2 separate regions of the Mus musculus genome follow, and region 1 is linked to region 2. Evidence: chromatin contacts called from public HiChIP or PLAC-seq data. All regions are on one chromosome and are shown on one strand. The core of a region is the stretch at or near the end of the contact, and the rest is flanking DNA. Distances in the headings are between cores, read along the strand shown. Region 1 has its middle 55 kb from the start of 8030451A03Rik. Region 2 has its middle 28 kb from the start of Gm42294.

Region 1 (5,793 bases), core at 2,911-5,410, 260 kb before region 2:
CTCATACAATACATCTCCACTACATCCTCCCTTCCCTCCTCTCCTTCCAGTTTCCCACCCGGCCTTCCCTTCTCCAGATCCACTGTGCCTCCATTTCCCTTCAAAAGACATCAGACCTTCTAGATATATCAACCAAACATGACATAATAAAATACAATAAGCCTAGGCACAAACCCACACATCAGGGCCACACTAGGGAACCTAGTGAAAGGAAAAGGGTCCCAGGAGCAGGCAAAAGAGTTAGAGACATCCCCACTCCCACTGTTAGGAGTTCCACAAGAGCGCCAACCTAGACAATTGCAGCATATATGCAGAGGTCCCAGTGCAGACCCATGCAGGCTCCGTGATTGCTGGCTTTAGTCTCCGTGAACCCACTATGAGCCTTGCATGGCTGATTCTGTGGGCTCTACCAATTAATAGTCATCTTGGAGGTGTATTGACACAGTCAGTTCTCAACTGTAAAATGGGAATACCCCTATTCCCGTAGTTATAATAGGAGCCAAGAAAAATAAAAATGATGCAATCTTAACAAGGAAATCCAACTATTCCTATAGCTAATTCTCTAGTGTCTTCAGTCCCCAGTCCCTTAGCAAATGTCCCCAAAGCCAAGAGGGACAATCATCATATGACTTCATGTGGCTGCTGTGTGTACAGCAGCAGAGCTGCTTCTGAGGAAGCAAATGGCCCCTGTGAAGGACTTTGGATTGGAGGCTTAGGACAGACAGCCCACCCTGGAAGCAAGTCACAAGCTCTGTGAGTTTCTGAAGACCAGACATGGAAAATTCTGCCCTGGCCTGCGAGCTAGCCCTTGTCCAAAGCTACGCTTACATGATGATCAGGACTTTCATCCAAGGCTGGTGTAAGGACCACACACACCACAGCTCTGTTTCCTTCTCCCGTCATGCTAATGCCAGTCCCATCAATTCTGCAGATTTCACTTAAGGAAGAATTGTCACTTTCTTATCCGCCCCGCCCCCACGCCATTAAAACAGTTTTGTTTCTTCATATTTGTTGAAGGAAACAGGCAAAGATAAACATGTCTTCATATCTTAACATCTTTAAAAGCAGCATTCTTCCTACAATCAATGGTGCGTGATGACTTAATTAAGTATAATTATTTATCTTTCTTAATGGACTATGTAATCATGATGTTTTTGTAATCAGTGACATTTTAGATTCTTTTAAATATGGAATGCCATTTCTTTAAAAGGAAAAACCAGCTATGCTTATTAGTAATAGAAGGCACCATTTGAATAAGTACCTTTTGTTAAATTATATTTTAATTGAATTTTCAACATAATTAAATTTTAGCTAGAGTGTGCTGCCTGCAAATAGTTTAGTTCAGAGCTCCATTCTTATCTAATGCAAAAAAAAAAAAAGTATTCAGCTAGCAAAACAGGTTGTGGTGGTTTATGAATAACAAGCTGAGAGCACATGTGGCTGCAGGCACCAAATAACTGCCTGTGAAGCACCTTGAACCATCTGTGTCCATGGAAAGTGGCTCATTTTAAACCATGGGAAAAGGTCTATGGAGAACATTCATAGAGAAGTCACTGATCACTGTTTCCAGCGGCAGAGGGGGGAGACAATACCCAAACCATCCCTAGGAAAAGGTAAGAGTAGGGTAAGGTGGCTTCACCCAGAGGCAAGTTAGGCGGCAGTTAGAATATGAACAGAGTCTTAGGAAACTGAGTGAGAGAATAAGAAAATAAATGCAGTATTCATCAGTCCGTTACCTAGTAATCTAGGTAAATATAAAGCTTATCTATGGACCAGGCACATTGGTTAAAATATATAAATTGTTATCACAGAGAGAAGAGATCAAGGGCTTAGGGAAGAAATGTTATTTTAAAAATGAAAATAAAACAAAACTGGCTATTTGGACCATCCTGTTTGGAAATATATGAATAACACAACTATTTATCCATATAAAATATAAATACAAGTATAAACTTTCCAGGAGACTTTCAAGGATCAGACAGTAGGTTCTCAATAATAATTGTTTGCTATTCAGAAAGTCTGAAAAGCTGACTCAGGTGTCTTCAAAGTCCCAAGTACTAAATTCCCATTGGCCTCCCCTACATGAATACCCTCTCTTATCCTGTCTCCCCTCTACAAGCATCTCAGGTCACCCACACCCTAAATCGCTGGAAACCTAAAATGCTTTCCTGAAACCGATTCGCAGACCCTAGGGCAGAGTTACTTAGTGACTGAGTCATGCTGACCTAATGTATGGGATGTATAGCCATGGGGTCAGAGATGCAGAGGCCCATTGGAAACATGCAACCCTATAATTAGAACCAGGTTGTTTTCCTTCTGTGTGTGAGCATACATTTTCCCCCTACCTACCATGGACAATAATGAACCTCATTTGATTTGCCAATTAAATCAATACCAAGGATTATTGAGAGTTTCTATCTCTGATGCGCCAGATGTTTGCATCTATAGTGCTATCCAGCAGGCACAGAGGGGATGGAGTTATTGAAGTCCCAGAAATTACTATGAAGATAAGGAGTTTCTTCACTGAAAAAGTGAAAACAGAAACATCCTATTATGTCATTCCCAGCGTGCCTATTGCTGATGATGAGCTATTCCCTGACAGCTTGGTGGCAGAAGGTCAAGCCTGTGACTCTCTAGAATCTTAGGATCCTCAGAGGGTAGGAGACAGGAGTAGGATGATATAACAGAGGTGGTACCGGGTCTAGGCAGGGACAAACACTATCCTATAAGTATTAGCCCATACTCTCAAAGCACAAGTGATGTTCACTTTTATAGAGCTGAGTACATAGCACAGCAATGCAGGGAAGCTCCAGCCTCCAGCTGCTGTCCATGTAACCTGAGCAGGTCTTCCTACTCCACAGCGTTAGGAAAGGGATGAGTCACCAACACTGTTTTGAGGTCAAATAGATTTAAGTTTGAGCCCTAATCCTGACAGAAGTTAACTACAATCTTAAGGTTGATCCTCTTAGATGGTGTTTAGAATAGCCCAGAATGTAGTTCAAAGCAGAGACAGTACTGGCAGAGGAGAAGAACACTTCATAAAGAAAGAACATTGGCTGTGCGACAAAGAGGAGGACAACTCTGGGAATTGGGGTTTACTGAAGACTAAGAGGTCACCACATCCACCCAAAGCACTCAGACAAAATCTCTGGAGATGTGGTCAGAAAGCTCTTCCAAGACAAGACTCTTGTCTGCTTCCTTGTCTGCCCTATGCTGAACCAACCAAAACCAACAATAGCGAACAGATACTGAGAAACCCATTGCTACCACCATACCAAGTGCTCTCAGAGACCTGGACATGAATCAGTACCATGTATTCCCTCAGGATGGGTTACAGGAAAGTGAGGAGGGGAAGACTTTCAGGAGGCTATCTAAAAGAAAGAAGACAACTGGCCTCTATTCTAGATGAGTTTTGAGCAAAGAGCTCAGTCCTCAGGGAAAGAGGGCACTTCTGCCAGCCACACCTAGGAGGAAGGGGACAGATGCTTTGAATCTAGGGATCTGAAAGAAAGGTCAAAACCCAAGCCAAAATAAATCACTGAATCTAGGCATCTGTAGCAGGAAATAGCATCATTTAGGACAAGCCTTGGAATGACTATCCCCTACTGTCCTCCCTACTCTTTCTTCTGCTCAGGATACTCCTGAAAGTCCCTCCTTTAGTCTTGGAAATGTTAGGCATTAGGAAGTTCCACTGGAAATAAGTTTTCTTCTAAAAGGGAAATAGAGGCAGGTAGCCAAAAGAGAAGGGAAAAATAGGATGAAATGGAAAAGAAAAGAGAATATAAAGAAAATGAGCCTTCAACTATAGTTTGAGCAGACAGCAGTTAACCACCCAACCTGCTCTGATTAAATGCCTACAGTCTTACCACAAGTTGAGATCCTTGCAACTAGGAACAGTCCTGAGAGCGAGTTCTGGACAATGTTGAGTTGTAGGCAAAGCCCTGTGAGTCCCAGGGTCTCCTGCAAGAAGTAGAAAGGGTTTTCGTGGCTCAAAATTTGGGCCACTGTGCATCAAGTATTCATTAAGCCACATCAAAGACTGAGGGTGGGTTGCTGGGTCTGTACTGAAAGTCCTCAGGAGCCACAACTCAGGAGGGGAGGAAGAGGCTCCCAGCACTGCCCCCTGCTCCCCAGGGGACCAGGTACTTTCCTAAAGAGAATGCATCACTTGGTTCTTCCTGTGCTTTTACTGTAAACTCTTGGTTTATCACCTTGGAGGAAGGACAGAGTAGAGAGACAGAAGCTGGGACAGAGAAAGGCAGATGGTTTGAGTTAAGAAAGAGACACAGTAGTTAAGTAGCCACAGATACTTATACATCCAGAGCTATGAGTGACAGGTCTGTGTGATTGATAGGCAAAGATGAAGGGTTAACTAAAGGAACTTGCTTTCCCATCTGTGATCCAGGAATCCAAGAAGGCAAAAATGAAAAAAAAAAAAAAAAAAAAACAGCCTTCTGATGCTTTTCATTGCACCTTTTGCAGAACACTGGTGTAAACACTTTTCCTGAATCCCTGTAGAAAACAAAGTCGCAGGGTGGGGGAGACTCAGAAACAAGGGAAAAGGTTATAAGTCCTGAGGCCCAAATGTGCTTACAGAACACTGGCAAACTTCGTTGTTATCCATGTACCAAAACAGAATGAAAAGAACAGAAGTCTCCCTTGCTATTTTCCCACCCAGTGGAAGAGACACTTGCGCAGCTCCACCCATTCCCTGGCAGAGTAGGAAATGGGTTGGAAGTGCTTAAGAAAGAAGCCAGTGATCTGATCGTGATGAACAAGCTACAGTGGTAAATCAGCTACGGCATTCTGGTCTTCAGGTGAATGTGTGTTCACGAGAGGAAGAAGTGTCACCATACACAAAGGTGACCGAGATCTCAGTGCTGAGAGACAAAGAGCATGATTCAGGAAAACCAGTTCTGTGACAAGCTGTGGAAAAAAGTTACTTAGAAGACAATGACAACTTGAAATGAAAGTCTAAAACCTAGGAGCCTGACCCTCCAAGCCCAGAGCCCAGGAGGGCTACATAAAAGGCAAGAGGCCCTAACTGCTGGTTGAAACTCTTGGGTCCTGATATGTGAAAACCTTACTGCTTCACTTCCTATTTGTGAGTTTGTGGAGAACCACACCCAAAAAACATGAGCAAAACAGTACTCATCCAATCCATATATTCTAAAACATAAGACTATAGGCAAGTCTAGAGAACAGTGGACCTGCATCACCCCAATAACCATCAACCAGCTTAACCAGTCTTCTAGGTCATTCCTCCAGAGAATGAAAGGTAAAAGACACCAGGGCTCCTCAGAAACATAATTAGAGACAGAGTTTGCATCTGGTACCTTGGTGTTTGTTTGTTTGTTTGTTTGTTTGTTTGTGATGTTAGTTTTCTTTTTGGTTGGTTGGTGGTTTGGATTGGTTTGGTTTGGTTTGGTTTGGTTTGGTTTGGTTTGGTTTGGTTTGGTTTGGTTTGGTTTGGTTTGGTTTGGTTTGGTTTGATTTACTCCCTTCTTGCTTTTACTGGATAGTGAAAGGGTAGGCCATTTCCTCAATTCTGTCTACATGAAAGGCACTCAGGAAGAGACACACAGAACTTTATCTGTGTCTCTAGAGTGCAGTGACTTCTAACTTGAACAAATAAGAGGATGTGATGTCTACTGATCCCCTCAACTGCAGCCTACTGCTGGGCATGGTGGCATGCACTGTAATTGTCGCACTTGGAATCCCAAAGCAAGAGGATCTGGCGGTTAAGGCCATTCTAGGCTCCACAGTGAAGCCTTATTTTAGTAAATAAGTCTC
Region 2 (5,761 bases), core at 1,554-4,053:
TCACACATTCATGTAACCACAAACATACACACATTCACTAATTCACATGTACACTCACTCTCACATGGTCACACACACTCATTCACACACAGTCACACACATACTCAAGTATACACATTCACATACCCACTCAAACACACATTTGCACACTCATAGTAACACATTAACTTACATATAATCTCACACACATCAACATTCACATAGAATCATATTCACAGTCTCACAGAGGGTCACCTAGTCACACATTTGATAGCTATGTATTCTTATCTTAAAAGCTACGTAGAGTCCATGAAAATACAGTGGCAAGGCCACTACCTCTTGAAGCTCAAATTTTGATGAGCTCAGAGATGGCAGACAAGCAGATCTGCCATCTGGGTGTGCAGAGGGAAAGCATCCCAGCTAGAGCTGTACATCCCTGGAGGTTCTGAGACTGACTTCCTAGGGAAGGATGCTGGACAGGAAGGGTCAACCTGTAAGGCAGGGAGTAGTGTGTCTGGGAAGAACAGGACAAAGAATCCTCAGGAGAGGGCACTGTAAGAGGAAATACAGGAAATGAGGTGCATCTGTCTTTCTTCCTTTCTGGAAACAAAGCATCTACTCCTGGTCTCACATGCCCTGTTTGTGAAGTGATAGGTTTGGAGAGGAAGCTAAGACACTTCTCCTGGACTTCTGAGATCTGAATCCAGGTCTCAAAATCTCTCCCTGCATGCCTCAGGACTGCCACATGCAGTCTCTCTGGCTACCAGTTTCCTTGTCCATGAATAAGAGACTAGCAGTGGCTGATTTTATCACTTAGCTTCACATTGGCAAGATCCCGTGATCTGGTTTCCTAAGCCAGGGAAGAAGCATAGATGACAGCAGAAGACAAGCCCTCCTCGTGTGACCTCTTACAACACCCTATTTTCTTTAACTGAAGATCTAGAGGTCAGTACAATCCAGGCAGAAATCCCACTAGCCTGCAGAGCCCCCTAAAACACTCCTGTGCTAGATTCAGACTTCATTCCACTTAATCAGCTCTTTAAAGATTTTGGATCCAAACAGTCATACTCTGATATCTTCAAGGTTAGAACTCCAGCATATGGATTGGAGATGGAGGACATCTTCCAGACAAGAGCTTCCAGAACATATCTGGCACCATGCTTGACACACAGCAGGCACTCAGAAAGTGGTACCAAGCAACACTGATGATGGAGATCATGGCTGCCCATGTTGGAAACCCTTCATCAGGTGACAAAGCCCCCAGATCAGTGCCTAGCAAGCAGTTCCTCTGAAACAGGGAGATCCAGAGTTCAAAAGCCATAAACTCCCCCTGACCAAAAAACAACAAAAACAACAACAACAACAACAATAATAATAATAATAATAATAATAATAATAATAATATGGAGCCGTTGGCTTCAGAGTGAGAGCCACACAGTGCAGCAGTAGATACTGCTGACTTGAGCATCAACGTTGCTTGGAGAATAATATGCTTGAAAAAGCGGCCCAGTAGTGACAGGTGAGTACCATGTGATGTTATAACAGGAGTAAGCCTCAGGAGACTGTTCAGTAGTAATTTGATTGCAAGTGTGAAGACCTGAGTTCATTTTCCAAAATCCATATGAAAAAGCCAGGTGTGTTGGGGTGTGTTCATAATCCCAACAATGGAGAGGGAGAGACATGTGAATCCCAGGGAATCACCAGCCTGCAAGACTGGCCTATTTGAGAAATTCCAAGACAGTGAAAATATCACAACTCAAAGAAGAAGAAGAAGAAGAAGAAGAAGAAGAGGAAGAGGAAGAGGAAGAGGAAGAGGAAGAGGAAGAGGAAGAGGAAGAGGAAGAGGAAGAGGAAGAGGAAGAAGAAGAAGAAGAAGAAGAAGAAGAAGAAGAAGAAGAAGAAGAAGAAGAAGAAGAAGAAGAAGAAGAAGAAGAAGAAGAAGAAGAAAATGGACTCTAATTGAAGAAAAGCAACCCAAGATTGTCCTTTGCCCTCTGCACACACAGGTACTCATGAACAGGCACCCACACAGAAGTGTATGCATGCACACACATACACTTGATGTATAAGTCATAAAACCAGAGCCTCCATTTGGCCATCTGAGCAGATCACTCTGGGTCTTTCCAGTTCTTGACTATGCTGGTGCCAGGGTCTTGGACATCTATCCTTCAAGCATGGATGTGTCAAAAATAAATGACAGTAAATGTTTAAACCCTCATGCAAGAACATCACCTTCTCCTACTTGCTCTTTGCTTAATCACAATGCCTCTTCTCTCAGACCCTCTGCCTCCTTCCTCCCTGGCATCCTGAGTGGCATTGGAAGTAAAACCCAAAGCAGCACAGAAGTCCCAAGCACTGGCATCCTCTGAGGGTTTGTCTCGTATCTCCTCTCTTTCTCTTTCTGCTTTCTCCTCTCTTTCCTGCCCCCCACCCCTGATCCTTAAATCCTTACAATTCTCACCTCACGTCTGCTTACTGAGTTTCTCCTGACCTCTACCTGGCATCTCCAGCCCTTCCTTAATCTTCTCCAATCAGAAGCGGGTGTCTTCTTCTCTCCCAGACTAGAATATCTTATTCCTCACAACTTCCCCATTCACATCCTGGACACTCCACTGCCCAGTATTGGGATCATCTTGAAACACTTTTTCAGGTCCTCTCAGCTCTCCCCTGCCTTTCTTCTGGACCAGAGAAGACTTCATGCAAGTAACAGCTTGAAGCCACAGTCAGCAAACAGTTGAATAGTCAGAAAGCATGGCTCGGCTCCTCTAGCCACAAGATTTGAATACTTGGCAAGAGTAGCCAGTGTGACTCACGAAACCACAAAAGCCCCATCGCTTTACTTTTCTTGGAACTGGTGTGTGGGTGTGAACACTCAGCAAGACCTCTATAGCTCAGCAGTGCATCCTGAGGGGAGGGAACCAACTGACCTGCATGGTGCAGCTGTTGAAAAGCACTTTCCCATACCTGATACAGCATCCTGGGATGGGGATTGCCGCTGACCACCTTGCCACTGGCCTCTCAACTCAAAAGTGTGTCTTCCTGTAACACTAGCATGCTACCGATTACTTCTTTAAAGGCCTTGTCTCCCATCAGAGCCACATTTGGGAGGCTAGAGCTTCAATACAAGAATGAGGAGAGATTCAGTCCATAGAAAGAGGGTAGGGGTGGGATGGAGGAGTAGAGACGATGAAAAGAATATAGGAGAAATGAAAACTGGTGTTGCATGTAGTCTTGCAAAAAAAAAAAAAAAAAAAAAAAAAAAGACTAGCTGGAGTCTCCACCTGGAGGCAAGATTCCTGCTTTCCTGCTTTCTCCTTGCCTCCCCCTTCTCTGAAAGTAGATACAGATCTAGCCCCTCTAGGTCTCAGTCTCCCTGTCTGTAAGATCTATAGGATAATATCAGGCTCCCTAAGAGGTCAATATCCCTGAAACTCAAGACCAAGACAAGAATGTTTCAAAAGACCTTCATGGGTAGAAGAAAGCAGGACAAATAACAGTGGTGATAGAGGCTTTAACCCCTCTCTGAAGGACACCCTAGTGACTCACCAAGCTCATGAGTGAGGGAAGACATCTCCTGTAGACATCAGGAACATCATGTCCATTTGTCTCTACTTCATTCCCAAACAAGAACTTGGGAAGTGTTGAGCTAGAGACACAATCCTGAGGCTGGCTCGTTTCTTTGTATGTTTGATCAAAAGTAGGCTGTTTCCACAGTGTGGCCCACTGAAGCTCACCCACAACTCAACCACACCACAGCCACAGAAGAGCACCTACCATCAAGAGACCTAGGGTGGAAGGGCAGGAGATGCCAAGAGAAGGTGGCTTCATTGAATCTAAAGGAAGAGGGAGGCTCTGAGAAGCGTTAAGAGAAATTTCTGCCTGGCTGAACTAGGGGTGGTGGAGGACTTGGCCAAGGAACAAGTGGAGCAGCATTTCTAGCAAAATCCTAGAGGAGAGATAAATGCTAATACACTTGAACTGTTTCAGGGTTGGGGAGAAAAACATGGAAAACTGATGGTTATCAGAACCGGAACTCTGTGGTAAAGGGTGGGCTATTTCTGGAAGGTAGTAAGAAGCTACTGAAGACTCTCTTTGAACAGTGCACAAACTTGGTCCAGCTTGCTCTGTTTGCTCCTTTGTGTTTTGAGGGGCTGGAAACTGGACCCCAGGAATAAAAGATAGACCACGGTCTTGCTCATCAACTGCCTTTATGAGCTCTTCCTGCTCCATCTCTCATCTTAAATGTACTTTTGTTTGAGGTACTAGTTAGTGCTCAGTTCCACCAAGCCCCCAAGGCACACATAAAATTAGGTGGCAACCACAGTTTTGCAGAATCAAACAAGGAACAAAAATTATCTCATTCTAGGAACCTATTATAACCATGATACTTAACCATGATAGAGAAGGCAGCATGAAATAAAACAGCAAACAAAGCTAAAAGTGGACACAGGGTTTTTAAAAAATTAACTAAAATGCTGGCAATTTGAATGCAGCAATGTAGAAAATATCTGAGGATCAAGGAGTCTCTCAAGATTTCTTTTGGATAATCCCTTAATGGCACGCACCTGTCCTAACAAACTAGGTCAGCCAAAATTCAAATATTGAAGCCAGAACTCCTAGTATCTATAAACGAGACTATATTTGAGGATACAATCTTTAAAGAGGTAATTATGTTGAAATAAAGTTGTAGATCTGGGTCCTAATTCATTAGGACTGGTGTTTTATGAGACAGAGGCAACATCTGTAGAGACATCAAAAGACCACCGACCATCTCTGAACCCATCATACGGGCTTCAGGATAAACCATCCTTGCAACTCCTGGACCTCAGACTCGCAGTCTCCAAAGAAATGAGAAAATAAAGTTCTGCCATTTGAGCCTTTCAGTCTTCAGAATTTTGTTGTGGGAGCTTGAGCAAGCTAGGAGAATGTGGGATTAAAAAAACAAACAAACAAATAGGAGATGGCTTAGAAATGGCTCATTCGGTGAACTATTTGCCTCACACACAGGAGAGGGGAAGGGAAGGGAGGGGAGGGGAAAGGAGAGGAAGGAAAGGGTCATTTTATCCAAAAGGAGAAGCTAAAATCCAGCTGCTTTGAAGGCTTCTGCGGAGGGGGGTGACAGACATACAGAGAATATATAAATTCTAACTGTGCAATGAATTTTCACCAACTCACCCAGTCATCATCTAACTTTTTCACCGGGTCAGGTCAGTCTCAAAGGGTAACAACTCACCACTGTGTTCACGCTCATCTCTTCGAAGGTTAAGCCTCTGTTCATATACTGAGGAGCCAATTAGTAAGATGTCTATTTGTCTGATACTTGCCAGGACCCCTTGTCTTTCTTGTCAATTCATAAAGCCTCTCAGTGGCGTGTTAATTTGAAATGTGGCATCATGTGTGACAGCCTGTGGCATCAGGGTCTCCTAGTCTCAGCATGATTGATATTTTGCCAGATGGTCCTTTGCTACGGCGTTGTCCCTCTCACATTAGGGATGTTCACACAGCTCCGTGTGACACCCCAAAGTGTCTTCAGAAATTGGCAGATGTCCCAGGAGAAAAGGAACACATTCTTCAGCTGATAATTATTGGTCTAGGGATTATCAAGGGAGGTCCTGACTTATTGGTCTCTAAATCCATGGTTAGAAATGTATCCTTTACAATAAAATCCATCTCTTTCCCTTATAGGCCTTAGATTTGAAAGGTTTTCCTAAGGGTCATCCACACTCCTAGACTGTAAATTATGTGACTGTGTGTCTGTGTTGTCTTCTGTTGTCTTTATTGC

The links. HiChIP or PLAC-seq counts read pairs in DNA pulled down with a chosen protein or histone mark.
Region 1: a contact with region 2 is called in a BATF HiChIP or PLAC-seq map of CD8 T cells, with 5 read pairs. The contact joins two enhancer-like sites. A contact is called at or near these places in 1 of 15 datasets of contacts at CTCF or cohesin (the NIH/3T3 cell line), 5 of 484 Hi-C or Micro-C datasets (the CH12 cell line, bone marrow-derived macrophages, embryonic limb bud and 2 more), 6 of 115 datasets of contacts at active chromatin or transcription factors (CD8 T cells, Th17 cells, astrocytes and 3 more) and 2 of 9 other capture datasets (adipose tissue and liver).

The regions. Positions count from the first base shown.
Region 1 is chr4:63,926,733-63,932,525 of GRCm38.p6, reverse strand. No RefSeq gene overlaps it. Among named protein-coding and RNA genes, the nearest start is that of 8030451A03Rik, 55 kb to the left of the region's middle. Within about 2 kb of position 4,160, at least 10 of the 459 cell types and tissues checked have an H3K27ac peak or open chromatin away from gene starts, as enhancers often do. A contact at or near this core is called in CD8 T cells, where this site is marked.
Region 2 is chr4:63,665,528-63,671,288 of GRCm38.p6, reverse strand. No RefSeq gene overlaps it. Among named protein-coding and RNA genes, the nearest start is that of Gm42294, 28 kb to the left of the region's middle. Within about 2 kb of position 2,803, at least 93 of the 459 cell types and tissues checked have an H3K27ac peak or open chromatin away from gene starts, as enhancers often do. A contact at or near this core is called in CD8 T cells, where this site is marked.